Regions from separate parts of the Zea mays genome. Here region 1 is linked to region 2. A link is a contact called in public Hi-C data. All regions are on one chromosome and are shown on one strand. Each heading gives the region's core, a stretch centred on a gene start, on an enhancer-like site or on the middle of the called end of the contact. The rest is flanking DNA. Distances are from core to core; before and after follow the strand shown.

Region 1 (4,492 bases), core at 1,572-4,071, 130 kb before region 2:
TTAGAAAAATGAGAGATCTTAAAATAACATTTACCACTTCGTGGTCGTCCCACTTCTTGCTCCCGAGGTTGCGCACTTGGTTTACCAAAGTCTTGAGCCGGTTGTACATGTGTTGTGGCTCCTCCCCTTTGTTAAGCCGGAACCGACCGAGCTCCCCCTCGATCGTTTCCCGCTTGGTGATCTTGGTGAGCTCATCTCCCTCGTGCGCGGTTTTGAGTACATCCCAAACCTCCTTGGCGTTCTTCAACCCTTGTACTTTGTTATATTCCTCTTTACTTAGTGAGGCGAGGAGAATTGTTGTGGCTTGTGAGTTGAAGTGCTCGATTTGGGCTACCTCATCCTCATCATAGTTCTCATCCCCTATAGATGGTACCTGCGCACCAAACTCAACAACATCCCATATGCTTTTGTGGAGCGAGATTAGATGAAATCGCATTAAATCGCTCCACCTAGCGTAATCTTCACCATCAAAAGTTGGTGGTTTGCCTAATGGGACGGAAAGTAAGGGTGTATGTTTGGAAATGCGAGGGTAGCGTAGGGGAATCTTACTATACTTCTTGCGCTCTTGGCGCTTAGAAGTGACGGAGGGCGCATCGGAGTCGGAGGTCGATGTTGATGAAGTGTCGGTCTCGTAGTAGACCACCTTCCTCATCCTCTTGTGCTTGTCGCCTTTCCGATGCGGCTTGTGGGAAGAAGATTTTTCCTTCTTCTCTTTGTGGTGAGAAGAAGATTTCTTCTCCTTCCCTTTGTTGGAGGAGCTCTTCTTCTTCTCCCTCCTTTTGGTGCGGGACTCTTCCGATGAAGTGCTCCCGTGGCTTGTAGTGGGCTTTTCGCCGGTCTCCATCTCCTTCTTGGCGTGATCTCCCGACATCACTTCGAGCGGTTAGGCTCTAATGAAGCACCGGGCTCTGATACCAATTGATAGTCGCCTAGAGGGGGGGGGGGGTGAATAGGGCGAAACTGAAATTTACAAATTAAACACAACTACAAGCCGGGGTTAGCGTTAGTAATAATAAACGAGTCCAAGAGAGAGGGCGCAAAACAAATCCCAAGCGAATAAGCAAGTGAGACACGGAGATTTGTTTTACCGAGGTTCGGTTCTTGCAAACCTACTCCCCGTTGAGGAGGCCACAAAGGCCGGGTCTCTTTCAACCCTTCCCTCTCTCAAACGGTCCCTCGGACCGAGTGAGCTTCTCTTCTCAAATCAAAGCCGGGAACAAAACTTCCCCGCAAGGGCCACCACACAATTGGTGCCTCTTGCCTTGATTACAATGGAGTTGTGATCTCAAGAACAAGTGAGAAAGAAAAGAAGCAATCCAAGCGCAAGAGCTCAAATGAACACGGCAAATCACTCTCACTAATCACTAGGGCTTTGTGTGGAATTGGAGAGGATTTGATCTCTTTAGTGTGTCTAGAATTGAATGCTAGAGCTCTTGTAGTAGTTGAGAAGTGGAAAACTTGGATGCAATGAATGGTGGGGTGGTTGGGGTATTTATAGCCCCAACCACCAAACTTGACCGTTGGCTGGAGGTGTCTGCGCGATGGCGCACCGGACAGTCCGGTGCCCCTGCCACGTCATCACTGCCGTTGGATTCTGACCGTTGGAGCTTCTGACTTGTGGGCCCGCCTGGGTGTCCGGTGCACACCGGACATGCACTGTTTGATGTCCGGTGCACCGGTATGGGCGAGTCTGACGACTGCGCGCGCTGCGCGCGCATTAAATGCTCCGCAGGGAGCCGTTGGCGCCGCAGGGAGCCGTTGCTCCGCTGGCACACCGGACAGTCCGGTGTACACCGGACAGTCCGGTGAATTTTAGCGGAGCGGCTGCCGCGCGAACCCGAGGCTGGCGAGTTCCGGAGACCGCGCTTCCTTGGAGCACCGGACATGTCCGGTGCACACCGGACAGTCCGGTGAATTATAGCGCGCCGGCTTCCGAGAAATCCCGAGGGTGAAGAGTTTGAGTCTGAGTCCCCTGGTGCACCGGACAGGTACTGTTCACTGTCCGGTGGCACACCGGACAGTCCGGTGCGCCAGACCAGGGGTCCCCTCGGTTGCCCCTCTGCTCCTTTATTGAATCCAAAACTTGGTCTTTTTATTGGCTGAGTGTGAACCTTGTACACCTGTATAATCTATACACTTGGGCAAACTAGTTAGTCCAAAGATTTGTGTTGGGTAATTCAACCACCAAAATTATTTAGGAACTAGGTGTAAGCCTAATTCCCTTTCACCAGTTCTCTCTTCCCCTCTTCCAACCACCACTTATACCTATAAAACAAAACACAATTTACATGTCGCGCAGATGGGCTACTGTCTCCAATCCGGGCCAAAGAAAGAGGTTATTGGGCTTGCTCGTGCCGTCTATCCTCCTTGGCGCCAACACAGTCCTAAGCACTGTGATGGTGTATGTAGTGTGTGAGTTCAGATACTACCACTTAAACTTGTATTTAAGTTGGGTCAATTTGTTAGTGTACTTATTTTTATCTTTAGTCGTGTTTTCTTTTGTTCAATTTTGTTTTTCTAGTGCTATAGAGTAGGACAAAACTGAGAAAAAAAACGATTAAAGTTAAAAAATGAGAAAACCAGCAAAAGGGACCAACTTAAAAAAAACACACACACAAAAACCCGCCTACCGCCCTGGTCGGTCGCTGCCGGTGGTCCGTCGCGGATCCTGTTACGTACTGCTAGTAGCACGTAGACCGCCGAGCCAGAGCAAGCAGTGCCGTCCCCGTCCATCATCGCCTCCGCTGCCCTGCCCTTCTCTATTTACACTGGCCACTCTGTTCCAGCCTTCCAGGTGGCTCATCTCTCTCCCCGCGTGTCCGTCCGGGTTTCCGCCTGTGCGTTGCCTGCTGCCTCTGATCCACTGATCAGTGGCCTCGCCTCCCCGTGTTCCGCTCCCCCCTCCCGCCCCCTGATCCCGCGATCGGCGGGGCGCCCGCCCTCTCTCTCTCCGTGAGTGTAGCAGATCCGGCGACCCGCAGGCCCTCCGCCGGCCGCCCCGCCGGACGATCTAGATCCAGGTACTTGGTCTGTTCTCTCTCCTTCGCTCTCTCCCTCTCACCTCAATTGCGCAGTTCCCGCAGGCGTCCTCGTGGTAGATCCGCCCGCCCGCCCCGGGGTCTGCTCGGTTTTCTCCTTTCGCTGGCTAGTTTAGTTCGATGGCATAGCTCCCGCGGACGAATTGCTTCTCCAGGCGACACGAGTCGCTTGTTTCTTCTGAGTCCTCCCAATCCAATCCGTTTTGGATTCATCCATTTTTTGCCAATTTATTTGACGCGTGGTGGGGTGCTGCTGTCGCTTTTGGTATTCCCCGTCTCAAGCTCAACACCACCGTTAGCTGCCCGTTGCTTGAAGAAAAGTCCCATGATCTGGCAACCGCGAGCACCTTGCAACCATCCATGTACAGAGTGGATCGCGCCGTGCGCAATCGCTGTCTGCATCATAGGTAGGGGAAATACTGAAGCGCGCTGCAGACCTTGTTGCTGTTCTAGCGGGATAGTTGTTTTTTCAAGGCTGGTGGAAGGCTGCCAAGGCGCCAAAGCCAAGAGTGACACGTGCCCCAGCGTCTGTATCCAGCCAGGGAGGCATATAGCACCAGTTATGAACATGGTGGCAAGAAAAACCATGGATATGCCAAGGATGACGAATGCCGGGTTTTGGAGGAGTTTAAGGAAAAGGGACAATGCTGCGAGAAGCGAGATAGCCTATTGTGCTTCTTAAGCTTATGGCAAGCAGACTGTGCATATGGCCGTGCAAAACACTCTTTTTGCATTGAGAGTGAAGTTTGAAATATGAGATGAGACGAGTAAGACTGCTGGAGATAGCCTTAGAGGAACAAGACGGGGCTTTCTTACATGTAGTATGTGCAGAGGTTTTGGGTCACGCAGACTGCCTGTTGACACACCGCTAAACTCGCACTTAGGCAACTCTTTGTACTAATAACTTGAACTATGAGCAGCTTTAGATAATACATATAGGTGGTGTTTGGTTTGAAGAATCAATCCATTCTAGATGAGGTGGTGCATCATGAGTTCATTCCATAAATTTGGTGGAATGAACTTATTCCTCATGTTATTATTATTATTAGCTTATGAGGAATGAAATGGTGATGTATCAACTCATTCCATTCCACAAACCAAACAAGAAAGTGAGGAGTGATTACCTCATTCATCAAACCAAACACCCCAATGGCGTACTTCCAATAGCATGCATTTGGATCAGCCCATGCACTCGCTGTCCACTTCCTACTAGTTGTTTGAGGGCAGTAGTAAAATAAAAAATTCAGTGCTGCCTACCATTTACACAAAGTTATATTTTTACTATTTTAGTCTATTAGCACTAACTTGAACCCATATTTTAAGAACGAGCAAGAATGTTGACATGCCAACAGTTTACACAAAGTTAGGTAGGGATGAAAACAGAAACGGAACATATCCTTTACCGTGATCTTGGGATATGGAAATGGAAACAGAAACAGCAAACATGGAAATGA
Region 2 (4,534 bases), core at 465-2,964:
CGATACCACCCAGTCCACATACCCAGTCCACATGGATTAAAGGTGAAACGAACAAGCCACAAACGGAATGGTGGACATATATTGTACATACATAAAGAAAAAAACAAATCAAGCATCGCTTGATTCCAAAGCCCGCACACTGCAACACCCTCCTTGGTGCCAAAAATAGAAGTATAGGACTACAGTAGTAGAATCAGCTTAAACTGTCCATTTGTGTGCCATGTGGTCGGACATGCCTCTCAAAACATACAGGAGTTGAAATCCGCAAAACCACAAAGCCACGGCAACCATCCCCAAACAATTCTTCACAATTCCACAAAACCCAATGCGACATCCGTCAAACCTCAGCTCGACTTCAGCGCGCCATGTAGCAGCTACAACAGAATGGGCAAGCACAGCACCAAGGCCAAAACAGCAAGGGGAAAAGGCACGAGCGTGCAAGTCAAAGAACTAGACTAACAAGTAAGGGTCCTCGCTCCCAGAATGAATCTTCTGTTCACCGAAGTATGCCACTGTCGACTGATCCCCTCAGCTCCAGAAAACAGGGAATGAGAAGCATAATAGTCCCGGCTTGACCTCTATACACCCGAATTAGTGGTTGGACGCCAAACAAGTCAACAACCTTCCTACCTCCCGGAATTTCAGCAGAGGAAGGGGAACAGCGACCTGTAATGTCCAGTCTGAGCTTCAATGTAGCACGTAAGAAGAAAACCATCGAACCACAGCATCAAGGACCATGAATTCCGCCGGAATCAGGCACCATTTCACGTCCGCACACAAAGAGCACGAGCTGGCCCAAAATTCCGCGCTACGCGTGGGCAGAGAGCACGTAGGCGCTGCCCATCCACATCTCAGTTGCACCCACGGTAGAACCATGGACCGGGGAGGGGAAATCAATCCGCCCAACGCGGGCTGAGAGCACGCAGGCGATAGATGATGATCTGCACATCCACATCTCAGTTGCACCCACAGTAGAACCATCAACCATGGATGGAGGAGGAGAAATCAATCCAGGCGGAGAAGAGTTAGCAGCACGCTGCACGTACCTGCTCGATGTCACGCTCCACGGGCCCCGCCCGGATGCCGCCGAGATCCAACGAGACGTCCGACATGGCAGCGGCCTCCGCATCAGCCCCGGCGCCAGCACCGCCCCATCACGAACAGGCGCGCGCGGACTGCCGGACTCGCTCTCCGCGCCCTGCCGCCGCGTGCGGGGGAAACGGGGCGCCGCAATGGGGGGCTCGCTCGTCGGCTCGTGTCCGGGTGGGCAGGGAAGCTCGCGTGCGCGCGAGGCGACGAGCTCGGGGCGCGCCGCAGGGCCGCGAGAGACCAGATCTTAGAGCGGCGGAGGAGGAGGCGGGAGCGAGGGGTTTGGCGGTGCAGGGAGGTGGGAGGGGCAGGGGCAGGGGAGGGGAGAGAGGTCGCGATGTTGAGGAGTCGGGAGAGAGAAAGAGAGGAGGCTGTGGAGGGAGGGGAATAGGGGATCGGCGGCGTATCCTGTGCACATCACTGATCGGTGCACATGGTGCACACGTAAAATCTCAGTCTTTAATTTCTGATCCAACGCTGGATTGTCTCACCTTGGCATATTAGCATGTAGACCTTCCCTCACTCTTCTAACATTGGCTTGTTCAGGCTTCCTAGCCGCCGCCTCGCCTTCGTGGCCAAGCACGACGCCGCTGGCCCCTTTGTCCCCGTCGCCGTTCAGGGCTTCAGGCCAAGCACGACGCCGCCGGCCCCTTTGTCCCCGCCGCCCATACGACACGGCCTCTCCTCGTGAAAACGGATGCACACTGGCGATCGTCGTTCCTCGTCGCCCTTGAGGTTTGAGTACCCTCCTCTGCGATGCAGGGCCGGCCTTGAAGAGGTGCGGTGTGTGCGGCCACACCGAGTCCTAAAAACAGAGGATCCCCTAGCCATTGGATGCTGGCATTTTTTTTGTTAAGCATATCTATTCTAGACACAAATATGTAAAAAGTGATGCGCTATCGAGTTATCGACTAGTCTCATTTATATTGGTAAACTAATGTCTCAGTTACTTATTGAATACTCCATCCGTTTCAAAATAGTATTTGGTTTAGCTCTTAATTTTTATATTTATATTGATGATAATAAATCCACTAAAGAAGCAAAACAAAAAATTTTATTTTGATGGTTGCTTCGGTAGAGGGAAGCTTTTTAAAATTAAAATTTTTTGTGAACTATTTATGGTCAACAAATAACTCAAAAGAGGTCAAATGGCTTGGCGATTCTATATATCAAAAAAAAGTTGTTAAATGAGATTGATCTCGATGATATAAGCGATGACTTTATATCATAAAATGTTAGAAGATATTTTTAATAATATCATATAACAAGTAAGTGTTTTTTGCTATATGTTATATCTATTCTCTTATAAACTTTAAAACGGTGCATAATAATTTTATACGTCAAATATTTGGTTATATATATATATAATTATATCTATTTGTGTGTGGATGTGCCTGTATATCGAATTTCGCGCTAGGCCCCTGAAAAGCTAGGAACGACCTGCTGCGATCTGATCACGAAGAACGTAAATCTTGCCTTTTAGAGTGAATCGGTTTCAAATTAAAAAATGATCAAATATTAAATTAAAAGTGTAAAAATAAAAACATACTACCTACATTCTCAAATAGTCAGGTACACGGCAAATAAAAAAAGAATGAATTGATAATATGTAAATATATTTAATAAAAAAACAGAGTGATAATATGTAAATATATTTAATGTAACAATGTTGTAGCTGGCTATATTTTTTATGTTATGATGATAGATGTTATTTTTTTAGATAGTGTTTGGTTCCGAAGTATGGTGGAACGGGGCCACTCTGCTCTTAAAAATAACTTAATTTGATATGAAATCAAGCACAAGCAATAAAAGAAGCAACCCGCAAATGGGGATCAACATAAAGACACAGACGATTTGTTTCTTGAGGTTCGGTTCCAAGCAACATACTCCCCGTTGAAGAGTCTACGTAGAACGGGTCTTTTTCAACCCTTTCTCTCTCAAACGGTCACGGAGATCGATCGAGTGTTCTTCTCTTCTCGACGGACACCAAGTCCTGCAAGGACCTCCACACAAAGAAATAGTCTCTTGCTTAGCTTTACAACGTCTGAGAATAAGATTGGAAGAAGAAAGGAACTCGATAACAAGAACACAAGAACTTGCACCACTCAGATGCACAAGGCACTAAGTCTCTCAAACTCAAATCGATCGAATGTGACGCTTGCATGGCTTTGAATGCATGGATGCTTGGTGTAGCTCTTATTTATTCGATATGTTGGTTGGGGGTATTTATAGCCCAACCACTCAAACAGTTGTTGGAGTAGTGTATTAAACTATGCATTGTTGGGTGTTGCACCGAAAACCCTAGATTGTCGGTCCGGTGGCCTAGAGTGTCGGCCCGGTGCACCACCGGACCGCCTGATACTGTCCGCATTAGGTGACCGTCTCCGTCTGTCAGAGCCTCAGAGGCACCGGATCGGGTTGTTGTGCACCATGCCATCGCCACGTCACTAGAGATGTTGGAGCAAAGTCAACTGTTCAACCTATCTAACGGTCCGGTGTACCACCGGACCAGTCCGACACGTCAGCTTGTTTCTGCCCGAAAAACATCCTCTCTGGAACTTTGGTCCGACGACCCACCAAAACGGTCTGCAGCTGCCGAAGGCCAAGTCCCGGCCCCTCTACGCACTTGGTTCGGTGCGCTAAAGTGCGCACTAGTTTTGACACTTCTGAATATATCATCTTCAAACAAGTGTGACTGCAATTAAGAGTGTTCATATGATTTGGACAAACATATCTAGTTACTTTTCAAATAGTTTAGGGGTGTTTATTTTCTAGGGACTAATTTTTAGTCCATCCATTTTATTTCATTTTAGTTCCTAAATTGTCAAATACGGAAACTAAACTAGGGTTTTAGTTTTCGTATTTGGCAATTTATGGACTAAAATGGAATAAAAGGAATGGACTAAGTCCCTAGAAACCAAACACCCCCGAAGTCATGGATCCTAAGCTTTTTATTCTCTCTACAACATGTTCCTCTTTTTGCTCAAACTAACTCCAAAAGTGTGATTCGTTGAGTCCGATCTTTCCAACACTTCTAAATAGGTCAAATAGGTTTCTAGATGTATATAGAATTTATCCAAAGTGTAGAGTTGGTGCTAGATCATCTATTCCAAGTTTTACCCCTTTCGACTGATTTGAGCTGATTTTGAATTAGAAACTGAATTGTTGAACTTATGAACATGTGAATCAAAGACTAGGTAAACTAGTTAGTCCGAAAGGTTGTGGTGGTCACCAAGCACCAAATCAATATGAAAAATGGTTTAAGGTCATTTCCCTTTCACAACCTCAGGTTAATAAACAAATATATAATTATCCACATAGACTTGTTCAAACGTTAGGTCAAGGTCAGCCTGTGGGTTGTTTGGTATGGCCCATGCTTGATCCGTGCCCAGTGTCGGGTTAGATTGGGTTGGCCCGTGCCTACCTGTTAGACGTATCGGGTCAG

The links. Hi-C and Micro-C count contacts between places; a contact is called where the count stands out from the background.
Region 1: a Hi-C map of leaf shows a contact between it and region 2, with 2.8 times the contacts expected there. The contact joins the promoter of LOC100279855 here to the promoter of LOC103636281 in region 2. A contact is called at or near these places in 8 of 25 Hi-C or Micro-C datasets (bundle sheath, ear, leaf and 2 more) and 1 of 3 datasets of contacts at active chromatin or transcription factors (seedling).

Annotation. Positions count from the first base shown.
Region 1 is chr8:164,289,646-164,294,137 of Zm-B73-REFERENCE-NAM-5.0, reverse strand. LOC100279855 reads left to right here and starts at 2,821. Exons shown (of 24, transcript NM_001152808.1): 1 at 2,821-3,020.
Region 2 is chr8:164,159,664-164,164,197 of Zm-B73-REFERENCE-NAM-5.0, reverse strand. LOC103636281 (Putative regulator of chromosome condensation (RCC1) family protein) reads right to left here and starts at 1,714. Exons shown (of 10, transcript XM_020543436.2): 1 at 1,047-1,714; 2 at 667-941.